Linked DNA regions of Pelodiscus sinensis: region 1 is linked to region 2. Evidence: chromatin contacts called from public Hi-C data. All regions are on one chromosome and are shown on one strand. Each heading gives the region's core, a stretch centred on a gene start, on an enhancer-like site or on the middle of the called end of the contact. The rest is flanking DNA. Distances are from core to core; before and after follow the strand shown. Region 1 holds the start of DNAJC13 (DnaJ heat shock protein family (Hsp40) member C13). Region 2 holds the start of UBA5 (ubiquitin like modifier activating enzyme 5).

Evidence for each region. A called contact is a pair of places that touch in the nucleus more often than the background predicts.
Region 1: a Hi-C map of an unstated tissue shows a contact between it and region 2, with 5 times the contacts expected there. The contact joins the promoter of DNAJC13 here to the promoter of UBA5 in region 2. A contact is called at or near these places in 2 of 5 Hi-C or Micro-C datasets (blood and an unstated tissue).

Annotation. Positions count from the first base shown.
Region 1 is chr2:180,004,048-180,009,952 of ASM4963464v1, reverse strand. DNAJC13 (DnaJ heat shock protein family (Hsp40) member C13) reads left to right here and starts at 3,065. Exons shown (of 57, transcript XM_075921899.1): 1 at 3,065-3,340.
Region 2 is chr2:179,837,942-179,843,414 of ASM4963464v1, reverse strand. UBA5 (ubiquitin like modifier activating enzyme 5) reads left to right here and starts at 4,112. Exons shown (of 13, transcript XM_025189698.2): 1 at 4,112-4,269; 2 at 5,084-5,211. ACAD11 (acyl-CoA dehydrogenase family member 11) reads right to left here and starts at 3,989. Exons shown (of 20, transcript XM_006133149.4): 1 at 3,815-3,989. The coding sequence starts at 3,951.

The sequences.
Region 1 (5,905 bases), core at 1,816-4,315, 170 kb before region 2:
TTGCAGGTGAGGGATGACCTCTAGAGCTAGGTCTCTCCACTTGCTGCAGGGGAGTAGATGGAAACTGGGGCCAGCTCCTGGAGTCCCTTGTCCCCATGAGGATCCGCCACAAGAGCTGCGTCATACTCATCATTGGCCAGCCCTGGTAAGCTACCCCTGCCTTCCAGCGCCCTGCCATGAGCGCTTCACCTTCCACCGCCATCGCTGACTCCTGCACCCTCACTCCCGACCCTAATCCAGCCCCTGGAACTCAACCACCTGCATGACTCCTTAACTCCACCCACATCCCTCCAAACACTAAACCTCTGTTCTGAACCCGCCTCCTGACACTGGAACTCCCTGCCCTGAGCCCCCCCTATATGTCCCATCCCTCTGCTTAAGAACACAAGCAAAGTCAGGGACATTGCTTGGTGCTCTACAGAGACCGGCTCCCATTCTGGCTACGCTGCAACGGCTGCTTGCAATGCAATGCCATCTGGGACCTGCACAGCAGTTTTAATCCCGGTCCTTTTGCAGCCTGGCCTCGTCAGCTTCCTTTGGAAGCCCCGAGTCCCAATCTTCCCATGAGCCACCGTCGTGCTGCCAGGCTTGGTGCGGACACACCTGATGCACACAGCGTGCCGCACCACAAGGAGCTCAAATAATTCTCTAGCCTCAGCTGCCCATATGGGTGTGGTTGATTGTCATCCCAAACGGCCGGGCCCTGCTCGCCTTGTGGGCTGCTAACTCCTGCTTCCCACATGGCAAATTCTGCACTTTAGCCAGATGGGAGCAGCATGGAGGGACCAAACCAAACCCTTTTCACGTTCCCCTCCCAGCGCAGACTGGAATGTGTAAAGTCCCACAGGTAGTAACAGATGATGGGGGTGGATGCACAAATTTTGCGTTTGCCCCCAGGGCACCTGACCCTCCCTAGGCCTCTACCCCAGCCCTGTGAGCCCCGCCCTCACACTGACCCTCCCCCAGCCCCGCCCTCTGAGCCCCGCCCACACACTGACCCTCCCCAGCCCTGCCCTCTGAGCCCCGCCCACACACTGACCCTCCCCCAGCCCTGCCCCGAGCCCCGCCCACACACTGACCCTTCCCCAGCCCTGCCCCGAGCCCCGCCCAAAAACTGACCCTCCCCAGCCCTGCCCCGAGCCCCGCCCACACACTGACCCTTCCCCAGCCCTGCCCCGAGCCCCGCCCACACACTGACCCTCCCCAGCCCGGCCCCCTGAGCCCCGCCCACACACTGACGCTCCCCCAGCCCCGCCCTCTGAGCCCCGCCCACACACTGACCCTCCCCAGCCCTGCCCCGAGCCCCGCCCACACACTGACCCTTCCCCAGCCCTGCCCCGAGCCCCGCCCACACACTGACGCTCCCCCAGCCCTGCCCTCTGAGCCCCGCCCACACACTTTGACCCTCCCCCAGCCCTGCCCCGAGCCCCGCCCACACACTGACCCTTCCCCAGCCCTGCCCCGAGCCCCGCCCACACACTGACCCTCCCCAGCCCGGCCCTCTGAGCCCCGCCCACACACTGACGCTCCCCCAGCCCTGCCCTCTGAGCCCCGCCCACACACTGACCCTCCCCAGCCCGGCCCCCTGAGCCCCGCCCACACACTGACCCTCCCCCAGCCCGGCCCCCTGAGCCCCGCCCACACACTGACCCTCCCCCAGCCCGGCCCCCTGAGCCCCGCCCACACACTGACCCTCCCCAGCCCGGCCCCCTGAGCCCCGCCCACACACTGACGCTCCCCCAGCCCTGCCCTCTGAGCCCCGCCCACACACTGACCCTTCCCCAGCCCTGCCCCGAGCCCCGCCCACACACTGACGCTCCCCCAGCCCCGCCCTCTGAGCCCCGCCCACACACTGACCCTCCCCAGCCCCGCCCTCTGAGCCCCGCCCACACACTGACGCTCCCCCAGCCCCGCCCTCTGAGCCCCGCCCACACACTGACCCTCCCCCAGCCCCGCCCTCTGAGCCCCGCCCACACACTGACCCTCCCCAGCCCTGCCCTCTGAGCCCCGCCCACACACTGACCCTCCCCCGGCCCCGCCCTCTGAGCCCCGCCCACACACTGACCCTCCCCCAGCCCCGCCCTCTGAGCCCCGCCCACACACTGACCCTCCCCAGCCCTGCCCTCTGAGCCCCGCCCACACACTGACGCTCCCCCAGCCCCGCCCTCTGAGCCCCGCCCACACACTGACCCTCCCCCAGCCCCGCCCTCTGAGCCCCGCCCACACACTGACGCTCCCCCAGCCCTGCCCTCTGAGCCCCGCCCACACACTGACCCTCCCCAGCCCGGCCCCCTGAGCCCCGCCCACACACTGACCCTCCCCCAGCCCGGCCCCCTGAGCCCCGCCCACACACTGACCCTCCCCCAGCCCGGCCCCCTGAGCCCCGCCCACACACTGACCCTCCCCAGCCCGGCCCCCTGAGCCCCGCCCACACACTGACGCTCCCCCAGCCCTGCCCTCTGAGCCCCGCCCACACACTGACCCTTCCCCAGCCCTGCCCCGAGCCCCGCCCACACACTGACCCTTCCCCAGCCCTGCCCCGAGCCCCGCCCACACACTGACGCTCCCCCAGCCCCGCCCTCTGAGCCCCGCCCACACACTGACCCTCCCCAGCCCCGCCCTCTGAGCCCCGCCCACACACTGACGCTCCCCCAGCCCCGCCCTCTGAGCCCCGCCCACACACTGACCCTCCCCCAGCCCCGCCCTCTGAGCCCCGCCCACACACTGACCCTCCCCAGCCCTGCCCTCTGAGCCCCGCCCACACACTGACCCTCCCCCGGCCCCGCCCTCTGAGCCCCGCCCACACACTGACCCTCCCCCAGCCCCGCCCTCTGAGCCCCGCCCACACACTGACCCTCCCCAGCCCTGCCCTCTGAGCCCCGCCCACACACTGACCCTTCCCCAGCCCTGCCCCGAGCCCCGCCCACACACTGACCCTCCCCCAGCCCTGCGCCCCGCCTACTCTCAGAACCCGCCCCCAACCTATCTCTGCCCCGCGGGCTGACAGCGGCTCTCCGGCGTGCGCATGCGCACAGAGGCTGGTCTAAGGGCGGGGCGGTCTCTCGACGGGCAAGGGGACGGGGCGAGTCAGCTGACCGGTCCCGTGACAGTGTGGGACCCGACGGGGCTTGCGCACGGAGGGCGTTTCGCTGCCGGAGTGAAAATGGCGGCGTCCAGCGCCAGGCTCTGAGGGGCTCAGAGAGGCGGGGCGCTGCAGGCAGGGCAGGTGAAGCGCCGGCGGCAGCGTGCGGGTCTGTTCGCTGCTGTGAGCTCCAGCGCCGGCTGCGGCCAGGCGGTAGCAGGGGCTGGCGGGGACCGGGCAGCGCAGCTCACCGGCCAGGTAAACCCCGCGGGGCGGCGGGATCCCGCCGTGTCCGGCCCGCTCGGGGCGTGTGTGAGTGACAGCCCCGTGCGCTGCCGGCAGCTCGGTAACCGCCGGGGTGGCTGTGACGCCCCCTCCCCCAAACCCGGGCACCGACTCCTGCACGCCGGGCATCCACCCCTGCTATTCCCCGCATCTCTCCACTGGCTCCGAGGCGGGGGTGCAGGGGAGGCTGCCACAGCCCGCCCCTCTCCAAGCACCTTTCCCCTCTTGCCCCATTGGGAGGGGGTAGCATGGAGGAGGCTCATATACACCTTTTCCTGCCCCACCTGGAGGAGAACTCGTAGTGGGGAGGCTGTTAGACACCTGGCGAAATCCTCTCCCCCACCCCTTCGGAAAGAGCCTGACACACCTGTTGCAAAAAACTCTTTGAGTGGTTTTTTTTTCCCCTGTACATCGGGAGGTAAGGTAACATTTACTGTAAAACTTGCTACTCCCTTTGCTGCTGCTGATAATTATCGTCCCCAGGGGAGGTGTTAGTGGATGCTTGAAAACTTGAATTTTCTTCTTTCACCGGTGGCTAATAACTCTTAATGTTAGTTTTTATCCTTCATCACTTTTCCTTTCCCACCATTGCATGATAAAAATCTTTGGGCAGAATGGTGCACTTCAGAAATAATTTGAGGATGGGTCACTTATTGTTGAGGAGGGTCCTCTGTCCTCAACGGGAAGTTGGACATCAGGTATCTGCAGCAGGTCTGAAGAGCACAAACTAGAGGCATGCCTTTTGGTTAGGTCTGCCTGAAAATGTGCACTTTCCCTGCAATCCTCATGAGTTTGGATACCTTCCTGCTTCAGTCTGGGTTATTTGCTTCCAAATGGGACTGAAGTTGGTTCAACTTTTCCAACATGAATTATATGATGGAATGGGGTTAGACTTTTGCCAGCAAGGCTGACAAGATTAAAATTGAGTAAATGTTTATCCTCTTACCATTATTTAGTCTGAATTCTTGGTGTTAATGATTCTCAGGAAGTCTCTTTTCCTGTTTCCCTTCTTCAGCCTTGTAAATTTTGAGCCCATGCTTCAGTTTATTTTTAGGAAAGATTTAAGTTTTGGGGATGAATGACTTGTTTCCGTCACTGCTGGCTCTGATATGTATATTCAATATGAAGTGCAAGGGGTGAGAACCTGAGTGATTCTGGTTTCAGCTATATGAATTTCAAGTTGAGGAAATGTGAGGAGCCCCTGCTCTTGCTATTTAACCTCTGCTTCATTTATTGGGCACAGACAAATTGCTGCTATTCTAAAAATTGTAGACTATTTAAATGCTAAATTGTTGTGAGTTTTAGCCCACTAACTTGAATCTTAATCCAGTCTGTGATTGCTGTAGGGGGCTAAAAGTTAAACCACAAAATCAATAATACCATTAGAATTAAAGGTGAAACTTCTTTGGTTAAAAATATGTTCAGCAACTTCCTGCAAATGGAAAGCTAATGCTTAAAGATTCATTCAAGTTAACACTGTTCCTGTGTAACCTATGAACACTTTTCCAAATTTTCTTTCTTCTTTTTGCTGCTGCTTTTGTCTTCCTTAAAGTCTCCATAAAATAACTCAGTTGTAAAAACCAATAAATCCTGTGTGTGTTCAACTGGTTCCTTTGAATGAGCTAGGATGTCACATTGTGTACGTTATATTTAAGTGTCCCGGGAACGGAATCATCAGGTATCATCTTCAGAATGTTCAAACTCTTGGTGTTTCGGGAATGGTTCTTAATGGTCAGACTTTGATTTTACATAAGTGATTCTGATGAGTATCACTTAAAAACCCTTCAGATCTTTAATAACTTCATCTATAAATCTTAATATTATCTATAAATCCAAATGTGTTATATATGTTACTGTGAAATTGTTCAAAGGCTTAGTTTATGTGGCCTGCATATGTTAGTTTAAAAATCTGAAACATCATTTCAGCAAACTTTGGAACATATCACTACAACTTAAATTGATAACAAATTCTCAACTCTGTACCTTTAAATTTAAAAAAAATCTACACTGAAGTCCATCCTGATACAGGCAACTAAATTGGTAATATTAATTATTCAGAAAATCTATATACAACTATTTTAAATGATGTTTGTCTCTCCATTTTGTATCTAGTTTTCCTTTTTCCACATCAATTATACCCCAAAATATTATGATTGTGTTCCATTAATTTTTTTGTCACAGAACTTTGGGCTGCAGTAGTAACTTAAAATCCACAGTAGCAGGAAGAGACAAGTAATATGGGATTTCCAAATAGATGGCTTATTTCTTGGTAAATATCAGCTCATGAATGAAATAGGCTTCTGTTTAAAAACATAAAGTAGTAAAGGTTTTCTGAGCTGTGCAGTGGGAGTATAGGGTTTTTTACTTATTAAAAGTAAATAATTCAGTACAGTAGTGTGAGATGAGGTGTGTTGCACAAAGGGGAGTGGTAGGTAGGATGATACTTAACAAGAGACTTGCCTGAAATGAAGCTTGCTTTTAGAGAAAACAGCTGACATTTTCTTGTATTTCTTAAGAGACTCCATGATGAAAGGGAAA
Region 2 (5,473 bases), core at 2,863-5,362:
AAGAGTTTTTTCTTCAATCAAATCCTGTTTATATCCACATTGAACTTGTGCCCAGTAGGGTAGGCTGCTGCTGTTCAGTAAATAAACTTTGAACACAGTAACATGTTTTGTAACTGGTGAACTTTCACACTCAGGATATTTTGTTTCTCAGTGATGATAACATGCAGTCATGATTTTCCTTGGTGTCCCTCTTTAATTGCGCAATGAACTCAGTGCAGTACAGCATATACTTCTGGCTTTGTTCAATATATGTAAATGTATTTAACTGATGCACTTTGACAGGCAGATTACAGATGTTGCCACAGACATTAGGGTAATGGGTGCATTAAAAACAAGTAAGATACCAAAACCTAGGATTGGAAAAAGGCAAATGTAGTGCCCATCTTCAAAAAAGGGAAGAAGGACGATCCAGGGAACTATAGGCCGGTCAGTCTTACCTCGGTTCCTGGAAAAATCATGGAAGGGATCCTAAAGGAATCCATTTTGAGACACTTGGATGAGAGGAAAGTGATCAGGAATAGTCAGCATGGATTCACAAAGGGCAAGTCGTGCTTGACCAATCTGATTAGCTTCTATGATGAGGTAACTGGCTCAGTGGACATGGGAAAGTCAGTGGATGTTATATACCTTGACTTTAGCAAGGCTTTTGATACGGTCTCCCACAATATTCTTGCCAGCAAGTTAAGGGAATGCGGATTGGATAAATGGACGGTAAGATGGATAGAAAGATGGCTAGAAGGCCGGGCCCAGCGGGTAGTGATCAATGGCTCGATGTCAGGATGGCGGTCAGTTTCTAGTGGAGTGCCCCAAGGTTCGGTTCTAGGACCGGTTTTGTTCAATATCTTTATAAATGACCTGGATGAGGGGATAGATTGCACCCTCAGCAAGTTTGCAGATGACACTAAGCTAGGGGGAGAGGTAGATACGCTTAAGGGCAGAGATAGGGTCCAGAGTGACTTAGACAAATTGGAGGATTGGGCCACTAGAAATCTCATGAGATTCAACAAAGACAAGTGTAGAGTCCTGCACTTGGGACGGAAGAATCCCAAGCATAGTTACAGGCTGGGGACCAACCAGTTAAGTAGTAGTTCTGCAGAAAAGGACCTGGGGGTTACAGTGGATGAGAAGCTAGATATGAGTCAACAGTGTGCCCTTGTAGCCAAGAAGGCTAATGGCATATTAGGATGCATTAAGAGGAGCATTGCCAGCAGATCCAGAGATGTCATTATTCCCCTTTATTCGGCTTTGGTGAGGCCACATCTGGAGTAGTGTGTCCAGTTCTGGGCCCCCCACTACAAAAAGGATGCGGACGCATTGGAGAGGGTCCAGCGGAGGGCAACCAAAATGATTAGGGGTCTGGAGCATATGACCTACGAGGAGAGGCTGAGGGACTTGGGTCTGTTTAGTCTGCAGAAGCGAAGAGTGAGGGGGGACTTGATAGCAGCCTTCAACTTCCTGAAGGGAGGTTCCAAAGAGGATGGAGAGAGGCTGTTCTCAGTAGTGACAGATGGCAGAACAAGGAGCAATGGTCTCAAGTTGTGGTGGGAGAGGTCCAGATTGGATATTAGGAAAAACTATTTTACTAGGAGGGTAGTGAAGCATTGGAATGGGTTACCTAGGGAAGTAGTGGAGTCTCCATCCCTAGAGGTGTTTAAGTCTCGGCTTGACAAAGCCCTGGCCGGGTTGATTTAGATGGGATTGGTCCTGCCTAGAGCGGAGGGCTGGACTTGACGACCTTCTGAGGTCTCTTCCAGTTCTATGATTCTATGATAAGGGGATGGTTGGATGAAATAACATGATCTTGGTAACTAATTGACCATTCATTATAGGGAACTTTCTGGGTGTCTGGCTGGTGAGTCTTGCCCACATGCTCAGGGTTTAGCTGATCGCCATATTTGGGGTCAGGAAGGAATTTTACTCCAGGGTAGATTGGCAGAGGCCCTGGAGGTTTTTTGCCTTCCTCTGTAGCATTGGGCACAGATCACAGCTGAAGGACTCTCTGCATGTTGGGGCCTTCAAAGTATTGGAAGGCTTCAATATCTGAGACATAGGTGAGAGGATTATTCTAAGAGGGGTGGGCGAGATTCTGTGGCCTGCACTGTGCAGGGGGTCAGACTAGATGATCATAATGGTCCCTTCTGACCTTAAAGTCTATGAGTCTATGAGGAGCTTTGCCTACCTCACAGGCAATTACCATTTCCAGTATTTCTAGGATTGATCCATATTTTGAAGGATGACCCTATTACAAACAACATTCACAACTCCCAAAGTCTTTCTTAGAGCTACCTAAACCAGTGGTTCTCAACCTTCCCAAACTGCTGAGTCCAATTTGTCTTGTGTACCTCAAGTTTCACCTCACTTATAAAACCTGATATACAAATAAAGAAACATCATAGCACACTATTACTGAACAATTGCTTGCTTTCTCATTTGTCTATGAAATTTTAGCTTGCACTGGCTTTGCTAGTTCTTTTTATATAGCCTGTTGTGAAATTAGGCAAATATCCAGAAAAGTTGACTTACTCTCAGAGGTTGCGGGAAGCATTCCCTGTAAGCTGTGCACTTGGGTGGGTCATCCAGAAGAGGCTCTGGAGCACTTTACCCTTACTCCCTAGCCACAGCAAACAGGGGGAAAAAACACACAATGACCAGGTAAAGGCAGCTACAGCCTCCTCACCCCCTGAACTGGCACCTTTGCCCCCCACACACTCACCTGCTTTACACCTCCCAGCCCCCTGCTCTGACCCACCTGCAGCCTCCTGTTCTGAGCCCCTCTTCATACCCCTTTGCCCTGAGTCCCTCATACATCCCAACCCTGACTCCTGCAGCCCATTTCCCTGCCCTCTGCTCTAACTTCTGCACCCATACACCCGAATCCTCTGCCCTGAGCTTCTCCCCTCCCCCATTCTTCAACCTACACTTAAATTTCTTGCAGGTACTATTGTATTGCCAGCAACCCCACACACCCTAAGGCCTCCCTTCAAGGGGGGAGCAGTTGTGAGAGGATAATATCTGTAAGAAATGATAAGTTATTTTCATGCCAGGTGCACATAAAATTTATTGTGCACGTGGACTGAAAAAAACTGAGGGACTATTGGCTGTGGGTAGGAGTGAGAAGCACAAACTTAAATGACAGCGAGTTTTACGTTGTAGCAGTGGACCTTGCATTCTTACACTTAAAACCACTGAGATTCAGGCTTTGTCCATACTTAACCATTTAAAACACAGCCACAGACGTGCTTTATACTGGAAACGTAGCCATGGCAGGAGCGTTGGGAGAGTGCATTCCATGTAAAACACTTTTGCATGAGGAGTAGCTTATGATTCACATTGGCATGTTACAGACGAGTAGTCCTGCAGCACCTTAGAGACTAACAAATATATATATCTGTGGTATCATGAGCTTTCCTGGGCAAAACCCACCTCAGATGAGCTTCAATGGCACTTTACAGCGCTGTAACTTGATGCACTGAGAGGGAGAAGGGGGTGTTCACATCCCTGAGCCAGAAAGTTACAGCGCTGTAAAGTACCAGTGTGGACTTGGCCACAGAGATTTGTGCCACAAGAAGCCACAATCTAGGGACAGGCAGCGCGCAGCTCCGATTCCAGCACAAGTTTTGGGGCTGATTTTCCTCGCTGGGCAAGCAATGCTCCCTGGGCTTTCTCGGACACTGTCGTGGGTGAAACAAGGCAGCACCCGCCGCTTGGCGTCCTGGCTGGCTGATGCAGGTGTGACGGGAGCGTTTTGTCCTGGGAGGGCAATGGGAAGAGGCAGCCACAGCCCGGGCGCGCTTGGGGGCCCCCGCAGGGTTACCTGTACTGCCTGGCTGTCAGCGCTTCAGGGGGCTGCAGAGGAAAGCCGGGCAAATGGCGGGACAGGTATTGCTCCAGGGCCGCCTGGTCAAACCTGTGCTGCGCCCTCACCGCCGTGGTGCCAGGCTCAGCTGCCATCGTCCACCCAGCCAGCCCAAGTACGCTAGCAGCGTAACCGCACCTCCTCCCCCCGACCTACGCCAGGCAACGCCCCCCCTCCCGGCGTACGCTATTGGCGCAAACAGTCCCCTGGCCTGGAGGCTCCTCCTCCCGTGGGAAAGGCTTGAGTTGCCTGAAGTGAAGGGATGCGGGGCGAAGGGGTCAGGCAGGCTGTTGGTTTAGATGCAGTGAGAGCAAACTTAGCTTCTCCCCCAGTCCCAGCGATCATTGCCAACTTGTGCGTCTGACAGACAACTAGTCACAGGTGCTGGCACCTATGTGTGTGTCGTAGCTAAAGTAAGTTTTCCCATTTCCAGCTACAGAGCTGGTGGGGGATGCGTGTGTGTGAAGATTTGGTATAAAATGTGAAATTGTGAGGGGTTTTACATTTGTTTTAATTCAGGTGTGGAAGATTCTAGCCAGAGCATTTCACTAGTAAGCAATCATAGTGTGGCACATGTGAATGACAACCGGGTTCCCATGTATCTCAGACAACCACTAGGTAACTTAAGCAAAATGCAGGACAATGTAGCACTTTAAAGACTAACAAGATGGTTTATTAGATGATGAGCTTTCGTGGGCCAGACCCACTTCCTCAGATCCTGGGTCTGGCCCACGAAAGCTCATCATCTAATAAACCATCTTGTTAGTCTTTAGAGTGCTACATTGTCCTGCATTTTGCTTCAGCTACCCCAGACTAACACGGCTACATTTCTATCACTAGGTAACTTGTAACTCACAGCTGTATCGCAGCAATCGGAGTGTGATGTTTCACCTACAAATCTATCACAACGCTGAACAGATACCACGTTGAAACATCAGCTTACAAGCCTGCTGACCGATGTTTTAAAATATAACCATGTGATATCATTCTTTCCAATTCTCCCGATTTTATAATAAATCTTTTTATATTCGAGTTTTTTCCTCCTTTTACTTCTAACTTCCAGAGTCAGTCAAATGGTGAAGAAATTGCAGCCTTCACTTAAAAAAATGGAAGTTTCTAGCCGTAATGATTGCCTGAAAGCGCTGAAAATGTGTCTCAAACATCAGAAGACAAATATAAAGCACCCAACAGGTATTATTTAATAACATCTATTGTATTATTTTTCAGCTAAATTCCTGATATGTAGGGGCACGACTAAAGACGTTTTCAATGCCTACGGTTGGTAATGCAGAATCAAAAGCATGCCACAGAGGGCGGGGAAGTGTTTATAACAACTGTGTATGGCCGATGAGGGGGTAAGTAAAATGTACTGTTTGTGCCTCCTGTGCAGGGCAGTGTATATAGTGCCTATAATACCGTGTCTGTGGTTTCTGTCATTCTACATATTGCTTTGTGTATGTCTCCTGCTCTAAGGCAGTGTTGCCACACATTGTTATTATAGATATTAATGCAGGTGCTACATTTCGGGCTCGGGCCTCACTAGCATTTATTTTCTATGGGTTAATGATCGTGACTGTATGTTAATACTTCGGGCACACCGCCGATGGCAGCCGACTT